4 separate regions of the Mus musculus genome follow, and all the other regions are linked to region 4. Evidence: chromatin contacts called from public HiChIP or PLAC-seq data. All regions are on one chromosome and are shown on one strand. Each heading gives the region's core, a stretch centred on a gene start, on an enhancer-like site or on the middle of the called end of the contact. The rest is flanking DNA. Distances are from core to core; before and after follow the strand shown.

Region 1 (4,097 bases), core at 79-2,578, 550 kb after region 4:
CCCAGCTGCTTCCCAGTCCTTAGCTGCCACTCCCTGGTGTGCATTCAAATCCACCGCTGTGGCTGGAGCCTTTTCTTGAACTTCAAGATCCAACACAGTCTAATCACCTTCTAGGTGTCTCAGCCCGAAGGGCCCATAGCCACCTCCCCAGCCCTCCCTTGTCTCCTGCCAAGCTGGACTCTCTAGTCCCCCTGCTCCTCACCCTCTCTAGGACAGCTTTCCCAAACCAGAACCCGCAGCTTCTAAGTGCGATCACCTCTCTCTGAACATTCTTCATCTTTTCTCTCGTTGGCTAACGCCCCTTATTTTCCATAGCTCCGCGGAAGGGCAATTGTTGAGGTTTGAACTGTGGCTACATACTGTAGTGCTGAATTCTGCCGTAGGTGACTCTCGCTTTCCCATCCAGTGCCTGTTCCCCAGGCTCACTCCGGCCTTGTCTGGACTGGACAGCATTTGAGGCAGACTGGGCTCCTGACTCAGAGAACATGCATCGTTTAGAAATGTCAGCTCCCGTTGCTAACTGGCGAACTCATTGCCATGTTATCCCAAAGCCATGCCCCCTCTCATTCCACAAGGGGCTTTTGTTTGTTTGTTTGTTTTTATTTTTTCATGACAAGGTCTTGCTCTTCACCCGTTTAGCCTCCAGCAGACAATACTTCCACCCCGGCCTTCCGAGTGCTGGGATTACAGGCCTGCGCCAGCATACCCCGGTTACTCCCCGTAGTCTTAAAGAGCTGTGAATTGTGGGCTGCCTCCTGCTTCTGCTTCCTCTACAAAATTGGACATGTGACCAGCTGGGTTAATTACAGCCTCTCTTGTCCCCTGCCACAGTGCTTCACAGACCATCAGTTGGACTCTCTCGGTGTCCTCCAGTTATGTGAACGAATACATCATTCCATTTCTATTTGAGTTGGTCCCAGTGGGACCCAGTCACTTACAGCTACAAGCTCCCCCACTGAAAGGGAACTCCAGAAACGCTTAATGAAGACACTAAGAAACTAGGTGACCTAGCTCCCAGGCCTGCCCTGTTCCCTCAGAGTGTGGAGAGACATTTCTGCATGCTTAGAAGGGATTCCATCGTCTTTACTTAAAGCACTTATGTCCCACAGATATGAACGACCTCAGCTGCTCAGCCAATCTTCTGCCTGCTCCAGGCAGCCACAACGCACTGTCTCCCAATCCCGTCATGTTCAGACTGCAGGTCTCTGCGTTTGCCTCGCTTGCCTGGCACTGCTCTCCGAGGGCTCATCCCGACCCACTCTGCCTGATCCCATCTCCTGTAAATTCCCGCCCACCGCAGAGGAACTCAGCCTTCTCTTCTGCCGTTATTACAGTCACGCTGAATCACAGCCATGTTGACTCATTGTCCTTCCTCTACTGACAGAGTCCCTTGAGGCCATGCTCCACTCCGTAGCCACCTTTGCTGCGGGGGGTGCCACCCACCCACAGTACTCTGTCAGCAAGCACGTGTTGAGAGGGAACTCTGGAAGAGGCTTATTTCCTCCTCCTGGCCCCTCACACTCCTAGGTTTCAGGTTTCAGAAGAGAGGCTAACCCCCTGACAGGACACTCTTGAAGAACAGAGTGTGGGCGGGAAGGTAGTGAGCGTGGTCGCTATGCTCACTGGTTTCTGGGTCCTTAGTGACATGTCCCTATTCTGACGGGAGCTCTGGATACCCCTGAGAGTCTCCTATCTCTGGTTTCCCACTAGAAGAAACCTAAAGACTCTATGAGCAAAGGAAGGCTCTTGAAGGTCTCCCGACCCTTCACCTGTGCGAGCAAGCCGACTGAGCATTAGGGCAGCCAGAGAAGAGGTCTGAGGAGACTCTTGCATGTAGCAGGATTCTGATCACACGAGGCTTCCCATACCCGTGACAGGCAGGTCGGGGGGTGGGGAGGAGGAATGCTCGACAGCAGAGCATCTGGAATCTCCAGTCGCTGTGTGGCCTTAGGCAGCTCGTTTAATTTCTGTCTCTGATCCGCTCTACTGATAGGATCTGTAAAATCAGACGGATGGTAGTACTAACCTCCTACAGAATAAGCGGATGACGCAGAAAGCACACACCAACTGTTTCATAATTGCTTGTCTGTATAACAGTAGGGCTTCGTGTGTGGAAGCTCAATATACAGACTCTTTAATAAAAGGACTCCCGCTAAAGGCTTGTCAGTGGCGTGGGCGGGACGGGGCACAAATGGTTATGAAACTACTTGAAGGGCAGAAAGAATATGATGAAGTTCATCATGTTTCCACAAGGGGGCAGTCTAATCTCCCCAAAGCGCCCACTTCATGATGGAACCCACTGACCTCTATACCATCATCTCCTTTGTTCTAGGGCATCTTCACCAAAGAGCAATCCAGGCCCCTGACGCTTGACCATGGCTGAAAATGCTGCTGAGTGATGATCAATGAATCCTAAAAAGACACCTCCAAACTCAGGCTGTGTGTACCTGGAGCACACACCCTCACTTCCATCCCCCACCCCCAAGTTTCAGCTGACCAACTTCACTAACTGTTCCAGGTTCTGCTACCTTGGGGGCTATCAGTGAATGGGAGAGAGGGGCATCAAGTGCTTCCACATCTAGACTTGCTGGTTTGGGTCTTCTCTGTTCCTAGTCAGAGAGTCAGGCTTTGCTGCTGGCCTTACCTAATAGGCCCTCATAATTCTGATCCTTAACACCACAGACTTGGCTCCTGTGCGCCAAATGCCCGACCCTGACTGCAGTCTGGGATGGGTCACCTGAGTGTAGCACTGGTCCTCCCTCTGACTTTGCTGAGAGAAGCTGTAAGGTGATGGGAGGTGCGATGTGGGGGCGGCCTGGTAGGGAGAACAGGAACTAATTGCTGAGGGCAGGCTTAAGGCAGAAGTGGGATGGAGCAGTTAGGCCCTGAGACTGATGGAGCCCATTCCTGACAGGGGACCCTGCTGTTCCCTGGTCCCCGTCCAATAGGAGAGACAGTTCTAGATGAGGAAAGGAGATCACACAAATTCACCCTTCCCACAGAACAAGTGCAGGGTCACCTCTCCTGGCTGCTACAGCCTGCCATGGAGAGCAGGCAGAGTCCCTCCTGCTCTCCTGATCCCTCCACAGATCAAGGTAGAGGAATGAAGGGCAGAGGCAAGAGCCCAGACCCCGTCACTGCTGTCATCACCTCCCTGAGACTAGGTGTCCTCGGGGATCCTCGATGCTAGGTTAGAGAGGGTGGCATAGGGTGAGTCACAAGAATCAAGGTTTGGAAGGAGAGAACACTAAGGGTCCTGCCAACTGTAGGTGAGAAAGAACTGCATTCAGTTCTGAAAGTGGCCGACAATGTCTTAGCTGGGGTAAGACCAGACAAGACAGATGGTGTGAGCTAAGGTCCATCAGCTCCCTCACCAAAGATGGGATCCGGGGGGATGGAGCTCAGCCTTTGGCAGTTAAGGAGCCCAGGGCCATGGAGAGTCTTGCCTCATCCACCTCAGTAGTGAAGTTCTGGAAAAACAGGAGGGCCCTTGCTGTCAAAGGTCAAGGAGCGGCAATGGACATTTGACTCTAGACATCACCTCAGTGCGTGCGCTGGGACACACGTGGAGAGCTGCTGTGTGACCAAATGTTTTGGAGGAGATCAACACACCTGCCTATCCCCCACCCTTAGATAGGGAGCCCATAGCAGACCAGAGTACAGTGTCTTTGTTAGGGTTTTACTGCTGTGAACAGACACCATGACCAAGACAAGTCTTATAAAGGATAGCATTTTATTGGGGCTGGCTTGCAGGTTCAGAAGTTCAGTCCATTATCTTCAAGGTGGGAGCATGGTAGCATCTAGGCAGGCTTGGTACAGAGGGAGCTGAGAGTTCTACATCTTCACCTGAAGGCTGCTAGCAGAATGCTGGCTTCCAGGCAGCTAGGATGAGGGTCTTCATGTCCACACCCACAGTGACACAGCTACTCCAACAGGGCCACACCTTTGGGCAGTGGTCTTGTCTGAGAGCCCTTTTTTCGGCTCAGTGGTCTGAAAAAGACTCTCACTTTGATTGCTTACTGTGACCAGGAGGAGCCTAGTGAATCTGGTCAGTTTTAGGGACTTCCTGGACCTATTTTGAATTGTTTACCTTTCTG
Region 2 (4,019 bases), core at 984-3,483, 580 kb after region 4:
TTAGTGCAGGCATTTTGAAAGTAGGTGTGTGTGTGTGTGTTTAAATTGTTGAACCTGCAGGTGTGGAGCCTATGGATACAAAAAGCCAACTGTAACTTGACAGAGGTTGCTGAAAGGTGGAACTGAGTGAGAGCCATACCCTGCTCTGGCTAACTCAAGACTCCCCCCACCTGCTCAGAACATCCTGGGACAGGCTCCCCCCAGCCCCCAAGCCCGGAACCTGACTCACATCTTGTCGAGTCGTGGCATAGTGTAGGATCCCGTCCTCCAGCACAAAGTACCTCTGTACCCCAGAGGGACAGAACAAGCAGCCAGGAACATGGAGGGTGGGGGGTGGGGAGAGAACAAACACACACATTTTTCTTCTCCTTTCCACACAGGAATACCAGGGCTGTCCAGCAGCCTTCCTCAGGTAGCTCCTCCCTTGCCCTGCCGCCCTACCTTGTGCCAGCCCTTAAGAGGCCACTTCCTCTTCTTGAGCAGGTGTCCTTCCTGTCTCTCAGGCATGATGTCGTCTGCTCCCAGCCTGCCCCGAGGCTCCTCCATCACCTCCCACAGCTCCGAGGCCTGAAGTCCAGAGTAGAAGGAGAACAGCAGTTGCTGAGGCCACTGCTACCTCAGTCCACGCCCCAGGGACCCAAGCCCCGCCTACCCTCCGGCACTCTTCTGCTCAGACCTGCTGGGTACTGCTGGGCTTTGAAGACTGAGTACTCTCAGCCAAAGAGGGCGTGTCTCTTTCCTGGAAGTCCATGAGGAAGAAGTTGCTCCCCGATGAGGACGGCAGGGCCGGGTGGGTTGGGGAGAATGTCACCTTGTCCTGGGGGAACCCTTGAAGCAAGAGAGAGACCCACGAGTACTACCATACTGCCATGTGTCCCACCGTCCCACCGCTGGTCCCTCCCACACCGAGACACACATCCTCCACTCACATGACATCCCCACACCCCCAGTTCCCTGACCACCCCTGGGCCTGGGCAGCTACGCCCAACCCAACCCCCACTGTGGCCACTGCACCCAATGTGTGCCTCTGTCCCGGACATGCACCCAGGAATCCAGGAAACACTCTGTGTTTGTGAGGCTGGGGAATGAAGGAAGAAGAGAGTCCAAGAAAATAGGGGGGAGGGGGGGCTCAGAGACTTGGTGAGCAAGATCTCCTTAGCTCAGCTGCCTCCCCATCCAGTATCTCTGCCTACATCTGTGGCTTTGCCACCCCTCTGGCACAACTGTTCTCAAACTTCTACTAACTGGCCCCCTATAGCTGTCAGTTCTCACTCCCATTTTCTGCATGGGGAAACTGAGGCCTGAGACAGTCCCATCTTCCCATGCCTCCTCTCACCAGACACCCAGACACGCCGAGAATACCCACCTTGGACTCTCTTCCCTGCAAAGCCTTACCAGCCCCTTGCTACCATGTTAGTCCTCTGTGTTCCTGAGAAACCTCCCACCCAGAAGGAGCAGGGCACTGACCGGCTATGACACTGTGGGTGGGAGAAGAGGTGGCCAAGAACATGTCGTGGTCCACCCAGGTCCCGAGGCAGTGCCCACAGGCGTCCTTGGCACCGGCTCTGGCCATCCTGGCTCCGCCAGGAGATCAATAATGCATGAGCGCTGTGTGTGTGTGTGTGTGTGTGTGTGTGTATGAAGGGGAAGGGACTGGAGGAGTGATGTTGCCCTGTGTCTGGGGAAGCAGCTCAGAGCTTCATGCAGCTAGCAAGCACCTGAGGAGTTGAGGCCCAGAAGGGGCAGGGAAGGGACAGTGTGAGTGTGGCCAGGAGGTCACAGCATAAGGGACCAGGCTACAAGAGGCTGGCCCAAGGGGAAACTCCTGCATTCAGCCATTTAAAGTTTCAAAACTCTTCCGGTGCTGGGGTATTTCTATGCCCTTGTCCTGGCCGCTAGAACCCTGGCCATTTGCTGCTGGCCCCCCCGCAGAGGTGGGAAGTATCTACCGGTAGGAAGGAGAGGTGGAGTGAGACAGGTGAGTGCCCCCCTTAACCACCCCCATTCTCAGCGCCTTTACCAGAGGAGTAGACCCACCAGCTCCAGAGGAGAGGAAGCCTTCCCAGGAATGTCAGGCCGTGACAGCAAGGCCCCCTTACCCCAGGATCCATGGACGCCAGAGCCTCTTGATCCGTACGCTGCTGTGCCTGAGACTGTCTCCGAGTCACCGGCTAGCTCTTCACAGAACTGAGCAGTTGCAGCAGCTACTGCAGGAACCAGGAAGGAAGGAGACGTCGGAGCCTCCCCTCCAGCCGGATCTCCCCACCTGCCCCTCCTCCGTTGCCTCCTCCCGCCAAGCTCCGGGCTGCCGCTCAGCTCTGCCCCCCTGCTCTCGGGAGGACTAAGGACGGAGTGGTACCAAATGACTTGGAAATGAGGGGCACAATCCCCACTGGGCATAGTTCCACATGCTTCAGAGGACTGAACAACTGCTGGCTTCAAGCCATCGAAGGTAAAGGATTTTATTCAGACTAACATGGCCTTGACCCCAGTGAACACTCAAGGCCATTTCCTTATTCACCCTGCCTCTCAATTACACCTGAAATAGATGGCATATTTTGGACCAGCAAAGATATCAGGTTGACTGGGAAGGGACAGAGACACCGTCCCACCCCACCCCCACATACTCTGGGACATGACAATCTGTGCCAGGAGCACAGTCAGCAGGCAAGAGGGACAGCTGAAGCCCCACCGAGGCTCCTCATTGAGAGCAATGCCCTACCAGGTCAGTCCGTGGCAATCAGGAAGTATGGGTGCAGCAAGTCTCTAGGAGCAGAGATGCAGAGAGGTGGGAGCAGCTATGCAGTCATGGGCTGGCAGTTATAAAACAAAGACTAGCTGGGGCCCCTCCCCTGACCCTCAAACACCTTTACCCCACTGTGTTCAGTTGCTGAAATAATCAAGAATTACATTATGAGAAAGACCTACAATTCCCAAATGGATGAGCACGGACTAACAGGTTTGGTGCCTGAGAAATGGTAGCACCAGCAGGCTCTGGTATGATGGAAGGCTCTTGTGTGGCTGCAGAGATGATGTGGGCCAATCGTCTGCTCCACCTTTCTAGACATCAAAGTCTTACACACCACAGCAGTACCTGCTGTCTGGGCTCCCTTCAAAACCTCAGCATGGATTTAGCCTCCCAAGAGGGAGGGGTGCAGTGGGCAGCACCAGGCAGGCCTCTGGAGGCAAAGTGGCACCAGGAGGAGCTACTCTGACATCCAGAGCCTCAAGGGCCTTTTAAATGATTGAGTATCCCTGGGCATCTGCAGAGGTGGGGACTGTGGGAAGCTGGTCCTGGCCCAGGCCAGAGGATAGCTGCTGCAGATCTTCCAACTGTCCAGGACTAAAGACGCTGCGGCACTGCTCCAAGTCTGGGAAGGAATGCTAAGGAGTCACTCCACATTCACCCTGATCCACTCAGGATCAAGAACAGTGGCAGGCCACAGGCGGGAGGTGCCACTTCCCAAGACTCAGGGAGGGCCTCCTGCCATAGCCCCCAGGGCTCCTATTACATGAGAACTCTAGTTCCCCCAGCCTTCGTAAGGAAAAGCACGTGAGATGTAGTATTTGGAAGGACAGGCAACTAGGGAAGATGGCTTTTAAGGAAGAAAAGTGAGAATTTGGAGAGGACTTGAAATAACCCAGACAATAACTTTGTAAGATCAGGAGTTCAGGGCTGGAGACTTGGCTGTAAGCACTTGCTCTTCCGAGGACTCAGGTTCAATCTCCTACTCACATGGTGGTTCACCACCACCAGGAACTCTAGCTCCAGATCAATGCTCTCTTCTGACCTCTGTGTGCACAGGCTCATACAAAGGGTACAGATATAAACATAGGCAGGCTTTTAAAAATATTATTTATTTTATTTATGAGTACACTGTAGCTGTCTTCAGACACACCAGAAGAGGTCACCAGTTCATTACAGATGCTTGGGAGTCACCATGTGGTTGCTGGGAATTGAACTCAGGACCTCTGGAAGAGCAGTCAGTGCTGTTAACTGCTGAGCCATCTCTACAGCC
Region 3 (4,153 bases), core at 70-2,569, 810 kb before region 4:
AAAACAAAAACAAAAGCAGGTAGGCAATCCATAAAGAGTTAAATATAAATTTCTCGCAGCCCAGTAGTTTTAATTTTACTCTAAGGAACTTAAGAGAAATGGCAACACATCCATACAAAGGCATCTACAAGACATTTACTCAAAACAAACAACCCAAAGAAACCCAGATTAATGTTAATAGACAAATAATCTGTGCTTTTTCTATACAACAGAATGAAATAGTATTCATCAATAGAAAGGAACGCCTGGGACACAGCACTGGATGGAGGCTTGCTCTGATACAACAGAGCAAACGTCACATGCTGCAAGAGTCCATTTATGTGAAATGTCCAGAAAAGTTTAGAGAGCAGAGCAGCGATTGCTTGGGGCTGGAGTTGGAAGCTGCAAGCAAACAGGAAAGGCCTTCTTAGATCCATTGAAATATCCTATAACTAGATGGGATGACGTCAGAACTCAGCAAACACAGACCGACCCAACAATGAACAGTTTCAAGGGACACCAGAATGGGTGACTTGTTACGATACTGTAGTGGTGCTTCAGGGAAGGAAGAGACAGGGAGGACCCAGGCTGCAGTTCCAGAATTACAAACTGAGTTCAATGACACTAGCCCTCTAGCAAGAGGCAGGGATGAGGAGTGTGCATAAAGTGGGGGTCAGCACTTCAGAGTCAAAAGAACTAGAGTTCTGGGCTGATGAAGACGCTTGACCTGTAAGAGACAGACCTTTGAGACAGAATCTGATACTCTGAGTTCAATCCCTGGGACCCACATGATAAGATGGAGGAGGCCGAAAGTTGCTGTACTCTGACCTTCAAAAGCATGCTATGGCATGGCCCCCACCTCCAATACACACTCGTCCACAAATTAATAAATAAATGTAGTAAGTTTTAAAGATGCCCTCGCATGCATAAATTCACACTTATACACATATATACGTAATTAAAATATTCTTAAAAGTTAAAAAAAAAAGAACTCGAAAGAAAAGCAGTATGGTGTGGTTTCAAACGCTATCATCGTTCGAGAGGTAAATAGCAACACCAATCACAGACCATCAGCTACCTCGGCCGCCTGCCCCATTTTCTCTGTCTTTTGTAAATGGAAAATAGCTTTGTGATCACAGGCAGTTCGTTAGTAAGCAAATCCATGACTGTGAGCATTGGATGCCAATGAGCTCTCAGAACCCAGGATCAGTGCTGGTCCAGGATATTCGCTCTGCAGCTGGATCAAGATGTAGCAGTACCTGCTGACGGCAGAGGGCGCCCCGACGCAAAGCGAGGTCCGGACACGCCCACGGACACGCCCCCCACGTGACTTTGGCGTGGCGTCACACCCGGAAGCAGCCCTGCAGCGGAGCGGGCAGCAATGAGTGGGGAGCCAGCGCCGGTGTCCGTAGTGCCCCCTCCCGGGGAGGTGGAAGCAGGCAGTGGAGTCCACATCGTGGTGGAGTACTGGTAAGCCACTCGGGTTGAAAAGGAGCCTCTTGTGCTCGCCCGCAAGATGGGGGTGGATCCACGGGAGGCCCCACCCCCGGAACCCCAGCTCACTCCACGTCTCTTCTCCCCAGTAAACCCTGCGGCTTTGAGGCGACCTACCTGGAGCTGGCGAGCGCTGTGAAGGAGGAGTATCCGGGCATTGAGATTGAGTCGCGACTCGGGGGGACAGGTGAGGTCCGCAGAGCACCTGCTGAGTCAGTCCATGTGATAAAACTCCAGCTCTCCCTACATTCTAGAGCTGACATTGGCTGTTGTATATAAAGCCCCTAGTAGGGTCTGACACATAGCAAAAATGCCTACTGTGGGTTTGGAGTGAAGGAACTCTTAATGGCGTATTGGAAAGACGCACGGGTGAGGACTTTGGGGTTTGGGGCTGAATGGCTTCAGGATCGGTGTCTGCCGAGGCCATGAACAGTCTTGCTTGGACTCGAGGTGGTGCCAAGGACCTCCCTGAACTTCTGCCTGTTGTTCTTAGTTCGTTCTTGCATTTATTTCCTACCAGGGGCCTTCGAGATTGAGATCAATGGACAGCTGGTGTTCTCCAAGCTGGAGAATGGAGGGTTTCCTTATGAGAAAGACGTGAGTATTTAATGTACCTCGGGAGGGTGGCTGAGACGAGACACACCCTCCTCTCCTGTGCATGACACTCGCCCATGTCTCTGTCCGCTAGCTCATGGAAGCCATCCGAAGAGCCAGCAATGGAGAACCTGTAGAAAAGATCACCAACAGCCGGCCTCCCTGTGTCATCCTGTGACTAAGAAATGATTCTTGGAAGCTTGGTTCTGGGGTTTAAACCTTTCCTTGTGGTTACGCTAGGAATCCCTCTACCTTTAGCCCCTCACTTGGCCCTAGGTAACTAAGACCCTGACTTCACTTTGCCTCTTAGGGCACAAGGAGGGACTAGACATTTCTGTGGCCAAAGGCAGAAAAGAGATGTTCTCTGTGAACATCACCATCGCTCTCCCGGGATCTGTGCCCTCTGCAGTTTGGTCCTCTCCCCAGCGTGGCAATACCTTTCAGATGCCACGGTTGCTATAACTTATTTTCCCTGAATCCTGGGCAGTGTCGGCTCTTGGCAATAAAGAGTAATTACAAATGCTTGTGTCAACTGGCGTGTGTTTATGTCCAGCCTGTGCGGGGGGCACACAGGTCAGTCTGGCCCTGCTAACACCTAGTGGGTGGGACTAACACCTAGTGGGTGGGGTTTTCCTGGATGGATACTTCTTTCTAAGGCAAGGAAAACAAGTCACATGGCAATGCTCTCCACAAGCTCCCCTCTCCCACTGGGAGGACAGGACTTCATTCTGGGGGTAGCCTTGGAATGAGTGTGTCCAACGGAGTATTCTGGGGGTAGCCTTGGTATGAGTGTGTCCAACGGAGAATGACCCTGTTGCCAAAGGGCCTTCAGAAGGAATCCTAACTCCCCAGTCCCTCAAGCCCAAAGCCAAATTGTCTCAAACTTTTGGAAGATCTCTACACACTCACTCCAGGAGGAGCTGTGTGTCAGATGAGCAATACGGTTTGACCCGGCCCGGGACCACTCTCAGACATAGGCTGGGGTCCAGTTATTTTACAAATCTCATTGCAAATGGAGAAAGGGGACAGCACCCCCCGACTTTCATATAACACCCACTCTCCCACTGTATCCTTATTTCATCTTTAAAAAAAAAACAAAAAACAAAAGTAAAAACAGAACAAAATAAACTCTGTACAAAGACCAGTCTGGGTGCAAGTGCTGTCCCCCTCTTGGGATGCACGTGCCTCAGTCCTAGTGGGGTGTCCTGCTCCCAGGATATTCACCTGGGGCCTCCTCCCTTGCAGGCTGAGCTTCCCTCAGTCTTCAGAACCAAGAGAGCCAGGCCAGGTAAGGAATACCCACTGGACCCTACAGTCTGTCAGGGCAGTCAGGGTCTGTAATCCTCTGGGGCTGAACAGTGTGCTGTCTCTTCCGGCCAGGCGGGGCCCTCTTAACCACTCAGGATTGAAGCATCGAGCGAGGTTCCTCAGGGCACGTTCCTGGCATAGCCGGCTGCCCTGGATGTCATGTGGCCAGAGGACCTTCTCCCTGCTTTGTGGCGGGCGATGGAGACCACAAGTTAGGCCTTCCTTCCCCACTCTGAAGACAGAGGATGTCTGCACATGTGACCTCATACTGGCACATCCAGGCCTAGGTACTCAGGGTTCTCTGCAGTGGGGGTCCCTTCAAAGGTACTTGGTGGAGGACCCTGCTCCGATGAGTTCTGGTCCCAGTAATAGAGGTTGTCAAAGGCTGGGCTGAAGGCAGGAGAAGGGTGGGGCTGAGAGGCAGTGCCTGCTCTGGGTGCTAAGTATTCAGGGTTCTCCACAGCACCCCCAAAGGCAAAAACGTCTTTGACAACCCCATTTTTCCCAGGAGAGAGAGTCTTGGGTCTTTCTAGAGTAGCACCAGCAGGTCGGATGGGAGGCGGAGGACCCTCTGGGGTCAAGGGAGACTGAGGCCGAACCTCTGGCTGGTTCACATACTCTGAGGAGAGAAGAGATGTTGTTAGGGAAAGGGTCCAAGATATTCCTGCCCCATCATTGCCCCTCAGTGGGTGTAGCCTGAGGGTTCTCAACTCCCCTCTCCTCCCAATCTCTCGGGCCTGGATTTCATACCGGGCTGGGGGCTGCAGGCCAGGGGAGC
Region 4 (4,275 bases), core at 643-3,142:
CCAAGCTCCTGCAGTGGGCCAAGGCTGATCTCAGACATCTGTCACAGAACCTAGAGAAGAGCATGGAGTTAGATGTCTCTCTCTCTAAGCCAAAAACATCCTGCTAAGGCTTCCAACCCCCTCCCTAGTGCAGATCACCCACCTTCTATAATGTCTTCCAGATAGAGAGAGAGAGATTAAAGTAGGGTGAGGGCTCTATGGGCAAAGGAGCCTGGAGGTTAGATCCAGTTCAAACATGTGACCTGGCAGGACCCCAGAGGGACCCACCCACTTCATGACAGCTGTTCCTTAGAGGAAACCTGGGGTAGGGGAAGTGGGAGATCAGAATATTGAACCCTCTTCATCAGTAAGTCCCACTTTGAAGCTTTACCTTGGGTCTCTGCCAAGGAAAGGGTGTGTGTGTGGGGGGGGGGGGGGCCCATCCTCCCATCCCTTTCTTCTCAGGTCTTGTTTGATGTTATTTAGAAAAACAGTGTGTCTATTGTCACCGCTGGGAGGATGAGGATGCAAGCTGCATCATTTGTCCTGGTACAGAAAAAGCGATTGTACATGTTAAGTGTAGCACTCGGGAGGGTGAAGCCAGACGCTGGAGTTCCAGGCCACATGGTGGGTGAGACCCTATCAGCGAGGGAGGGAGAGCTTTCTTTTGCCCTGGCTCAGAAGAAAAATCTGTATCCCTCAGTCTCATCCTACCCCTAGTCCAAGCCAACATATAAATCTCGTGTACTTCTGCAGATGAAAAGCAGCTGTTTCTAACCTGATTTTAGGATGACGATGAATAGCCCAAAGACTCACAAATGTTTATTGTGCCGTTTGGGCAGTAGGGATATAGCAGTGATCAAGACTGGATGCTCTACTGGCCGCTGGGCTCGACTGTGCAGCCAGGGCACCAGCTCTTTCTAGACTCCGAGGAGAGGTCAGCACTAAGGAACAAGCCAGTTTCACAAATGAGCAGGCTGTGTAGGAACTAGAGGGGAAGAGATGTGAGAGATGTGTACATTATCAGAGCATGTTCTGGAAATTATTCACTTTTTGTTTGTGGATGGAGAGTAAGGTTTTTGGTCTTTTCCACCCATTCAGGTCGCTCAGGATCCAGATGGTCGAGTCCTGGGATCTGGAGGCTCCCAACGGTGCCAGCGCGTTGGAATTCCGTTAAGATGTGGGGCACTTCCATACTTCACCAAGAAAAGGAAACAAGTACGGAGAGAAAGTCAGCTTATTGTCTTCCGTGGGTGTGTCGAAGCTCCCCTTTCTCCAAATTTATTTTTTTCTTTTATGAATCTTGCACATATATAGCGAATTCCTAATCATTCACTCTACAAGCGTTTTTGTTTGCTTTTGAGTTCCCGAGTGCCAGGCCCCTGTTCTACCGGCCCTGAGCAAAGACCACAGGACACTCTTAGCAAGCGACTCCTTGCTACACCAAGCTCTTAAGCCACCGACGCTCGGCTTCATCTTTTTCCTCTACGTTGGTTTTGAGTTTGTCTCTCTGAATTCACGGAGCACCATTTTCTTCCAAAGGGCTGAAACAAACTTTCCCATTTTACAGATGCGGAAAAACCGCGACTTCTACTGGGTAAACAAGTGACTGGACCTGCGACCAGCTAAAACGATCCCAGGCCATCAACAGGCCACCAGGAGCCGTGCGTCTGGCCCCTCGCACTTCCACCCGCGCGCGCCTAGATCCACGCGTCCCTGCTCTCCGCCCTCCAGCCCAGCAGCTCCGGGTCCACGTGTGTGTGTCTGTGTGCGGAATGGGGACGGGGGCCGTGCCGCCAGAGGGGTGGGGTCTACGTGACGTCAGAGCAGCAGCGCCCAATCAGAGGCGGGCTCGCAGCCGCGGCGCTGGTATTGGGGCAGCGAGGGGGCAGTTCTCTATAACGCGGTCTCCGGAGCCAGCGGGGAAGAAAGAAGCTGAGAGGGCGGAAGGCGCCCTCCCCGCCGCTGGGCCCGGGCACCGGGCGCCGGGCCGGGGTCCTTCCCGCCGGCGGCGAGCGCCGGCTGCTTTGTTTGCCCCCGCCTCGGCGTTGAGGGGTGATCGTGCCGGGCATTGCGCCGGGAACGCGGCGGCAGGAAGCGCGACCGATCGCACCGGGGACGCGCGGGGACCCAGGAGTCCGGCCGCGGCGAGGGCCGCGTGACGATACCGAGGAGAGAGCCGGAGCGCCGCCGCGGGCTCTTGGTGGTGGGCCCCGGACGCCCGTGAGCACAGACCTCCCCGTCGACGGGGGGCGATGTTCCCCTGGCCCGCAGGCTCTTCGGGCCGCCGGGGTATCCCGCCGTTGGGACCAGGGCCCCCGCAGTGGGCGACCCCCAAGGCTGCTCCATGGAGACTCTGTGTCCTCCTCCCCGCCTGGCAGTGCCCGCTTCCCCGCGGGGGTCTCCCTGCTCGCCTACGCCCCTGAAGCCGCGTCGGGGGACCCCAGAGTTCTCCCCACTGTGCCTGCGTGCCCTCGCCTTCTGCGCCCTTGCCAAACCCCGGCCGTCCTCCCTGGGCCTGGGGCCTGGAGAGCTGGCGCCGCGGACCCCGGTGCTGCTGGGCCCCCCGGCCTCGCCATGCACAGGAGGCTGGGCCGCGGACGGCCTGAAGCACCTCGGGGGACAGGCCGGGCGGCCGAGCGACGTGAGCTCCCCGGCCCGCGAGGATGCAGACGTCGCGGTGTGCCCAGGCGGTGGAGAGGAGGAAGAGGGCGGAGGCGGCTTCCCGCACTTCGGCGCTGGTTCCTGCGCACCTCCGGGCCGCTGCCCTGCTCCCCTGCGTCCTCAGGACTCTCCGACCAACCCCGCCTGGTCCCCGCCCAGGCCAGCCCGGGGTCTTGATGCAGCTAGCAGTCCGCCCCTTGAGCCCGGCTCCCCGCCTCCGTCGCCACCTGCGGGCCTCTCCCCGGAGCCTGCGCCTTCCGAGCAGCCTGTGCCGGCCTCCGAGGCTCCAGGGGGTGGAGACCCTGCGCCGACCGCGCCTGAGGCACCCGCGCTCAGCCCCTCGACGGCAGACGCAGCACCGGACCCGCCCCGCGATCTCCGCCAGGAACATTTCAACCGCCTGATCCGCCGCTCGAAACTTTGGTGTTACGCGAAGGGGTTCGCCCTGGACACTCCAAGTTTGCGCCGAGGGCCCGAACGGCCCGCGGCCAAAGCCCGTGGAGCAGCCAAGAAACGACGGCGGCCAGCGCCGCCCCCGCCCAGTGTGCAGCCACGGCGGCCCGTCCCGACGCTTCCTACATCGAGCACCTTCAGCCTCCTTGACTGCTTCCCCTGTCCCCCAGCTCTGGTGGTGGAAGAGAACGGAGACCTAGGGCCGGCTTCCTCGCTTCGCCTCCAGGGAGACGCCAAGCCGCCGCCTGCCCACCCGCTGTGGAAGTGGCAGATGGGAGGACCCGCTGTCCCTGAGCCCCCGGGTCTCAAATCCTGGTGGGTCAACTTGGAAGAACTATGAGCGTCGGACCTCTTCTACCCGGGGGCAAGTTGGGTTCCCCGGACAGACTGAGGGCTCCAGGAGGGAGCATCGATTCTGAAATTTGGCTGATCTTTGCTTTGCATTTTATGGGCTGTGGCCCGCGGGACCTCAAATGACAGTGATCTTCAAGCACCCGAGAGGTCCGGCTGATGCTCTTTCTACTCATCTTTGTGGAAGATCCAAGGACTGGCGTCCGGGAAAGCCTGCAGAAAGCTTAGTGACCATCTCCGTCCTCCCTGCGGGCGGGCAGAGCCTTCACCGCAGGGGAGCACAGCGGCTAAGGCCCGAAGACCAAAAGAAAGGGACAGAGGGACGGACCTTGGTGATGGACAAACCGGTTGTTTCCATGTTTGAATGAGGGTCAGTTTAGCGGTGTGGGGGCTGTGGTTGGGGTTTGAAGGTGATTGACAGCTCCCTGGGGGCATCCCCCACCCCCCACTGCCCAGACCTTTAACCCTTTACACCTCCCTCTTTTCTCTCCGTAGTCCTCCCCCTCCCCAAGTTCAGGTGATTTTCCCTTGTCAAGATCTTCAGTCCCAGCCAGCAGACTTTACCCTTTTGTCCAGTTTTGGAGTTTCCCTTTGCCGGAAGGTTGGATGAAGGAAAGAGACCTCCAGCCTCAGCGTTCTCCTCACATTCTGAGAGGAAAGGAGGAAGAGGGCCATGCTGTGTGGCCCAAGGCTGGCTTTGCCCGGGGAAGGAGCCAAAAACTCCCGGGGAAAATGATGGAAGATGGAATAAATCAATAAAATCAGACCAAACAAGTCTTTCGAGGTCCTTGCCTCCGATTTATGAATGGGATGGGGGCGGGTGGGTAG

Evidence for each region. HiChIP or PLAC-seq counts read pairs in DNA pulled down with a chosen protein or histone mark.
Region 1: a contact with region 4 is called in a FOXA1 HiChIP or PLAC-seq map of pancreatic cancer cells. The contact joins the enhancer-like site here to the promoter of Epop in region 4. A contact is called at or near these places in 1 of 39 promoter capture datasets (liver) and 2 of 115 datasets of contacts at active chromatin or transcription factors (embryonic stem cells and pancreatic cancer cells).
Region 2: an H3K27ac HiChIP or PLAC-seq map of extraembryonic endoderm stem cells shows a contact between it and region 4, with 2.8 times the contacts expected there. The contact joins the promoter of Osbpl7 here to the promoter of Epop in region 4. A contact is called at or near these places in 1 of 39 promoter capture datasets (cranial neural crest) and 1 of 115 datasets of contacts at active chromatin or transcription factors (extraembryonic endoderm stem cells).
Region 3: a FOXA1 HiChIP or PLAC-seq map of pancreatic cancer cells shows a contact between it and region 4. The contact joins the promoter of Mien1 here to the promoter of Epop in region 4. A contact is called at or near these places in 1 of 39 promoter capture datasets (cranial neural crest) and 1 of 115 datasets of contacts at active chromatin or transcription factors (pancreatic cancer cells).

The regions. Positions count from the first base shown.
Region 1 is chr11:97,081,227-97,085,323 of GRCm38.p6, reverse strand. No RefSeq gene overlaps it. Among named protein-coding and RNA genes, the nearest start is that of Mir8103, 20 kb to the right of the region's middle. Within about 2 kb of position 1,328, at least 41 of the 459 cell types and tissues checked have an H3K27ac peak or open chromatin away from gene starts, as enhancers often do. A contact at or near this core is called in pancreatic cancer cells, where this site is marked.
Region 2 is chr11:97,049,034-97,053,052 of GRCm38.p6, reverse strand. It overlaps Osbpl7 (oxysterol binding protein-like 7), which reads right to left and starts at 2,233. Exons shown (of 23, transcript NM_001310509.2): 1 at 2,100-2,233; 2 at 677-828; 3 at 442-567; 4 at 230-283. The coding sequence starts at 751. Mrpl10 (mitochondrial ribosomal protein L10) reads right to left here. Exons shown (of 5, transcript NM_026154.3): 5 at 3,840-4,019.
Region 3 is chr11:98,436,154-98,440,306 of GRCm38.p6, reverse strand. Mien1 (migration and invasion enhancer 1) reads left to right here and starts at 1,319. Exons shown (of 4, transcript NM_025559.2): 1 at 1,319-1,449; 2 at 1,563-1,660; 3 at 1,994-2,070; 4 at 2,162-2,599. The coding sequence starts at 1,361. The coding sequence ends at 2,245. It overlaps Erbb2 (erb-b2 receptor tyrosine kinase 2), which reads right to left. Exons shown (of 27, transcript NM_001003817.1): 26 at 4,126-4,153; 27 at 2,591-3,994. The coding sequence ends at 3,639.
Region 4 is chr11:97,627,333-97,631,607 of GRCm38.p6, reverse strand. Epop (elongin BC and polycomb repressive complex 2 associated protein) reads left to right here and starts at 1,892. Exons shown (of 1, transcript NM_175332.3): 1 at 1,892-4,221. The coding sequence starts at 2,327. The coding sequence ends at 3,436.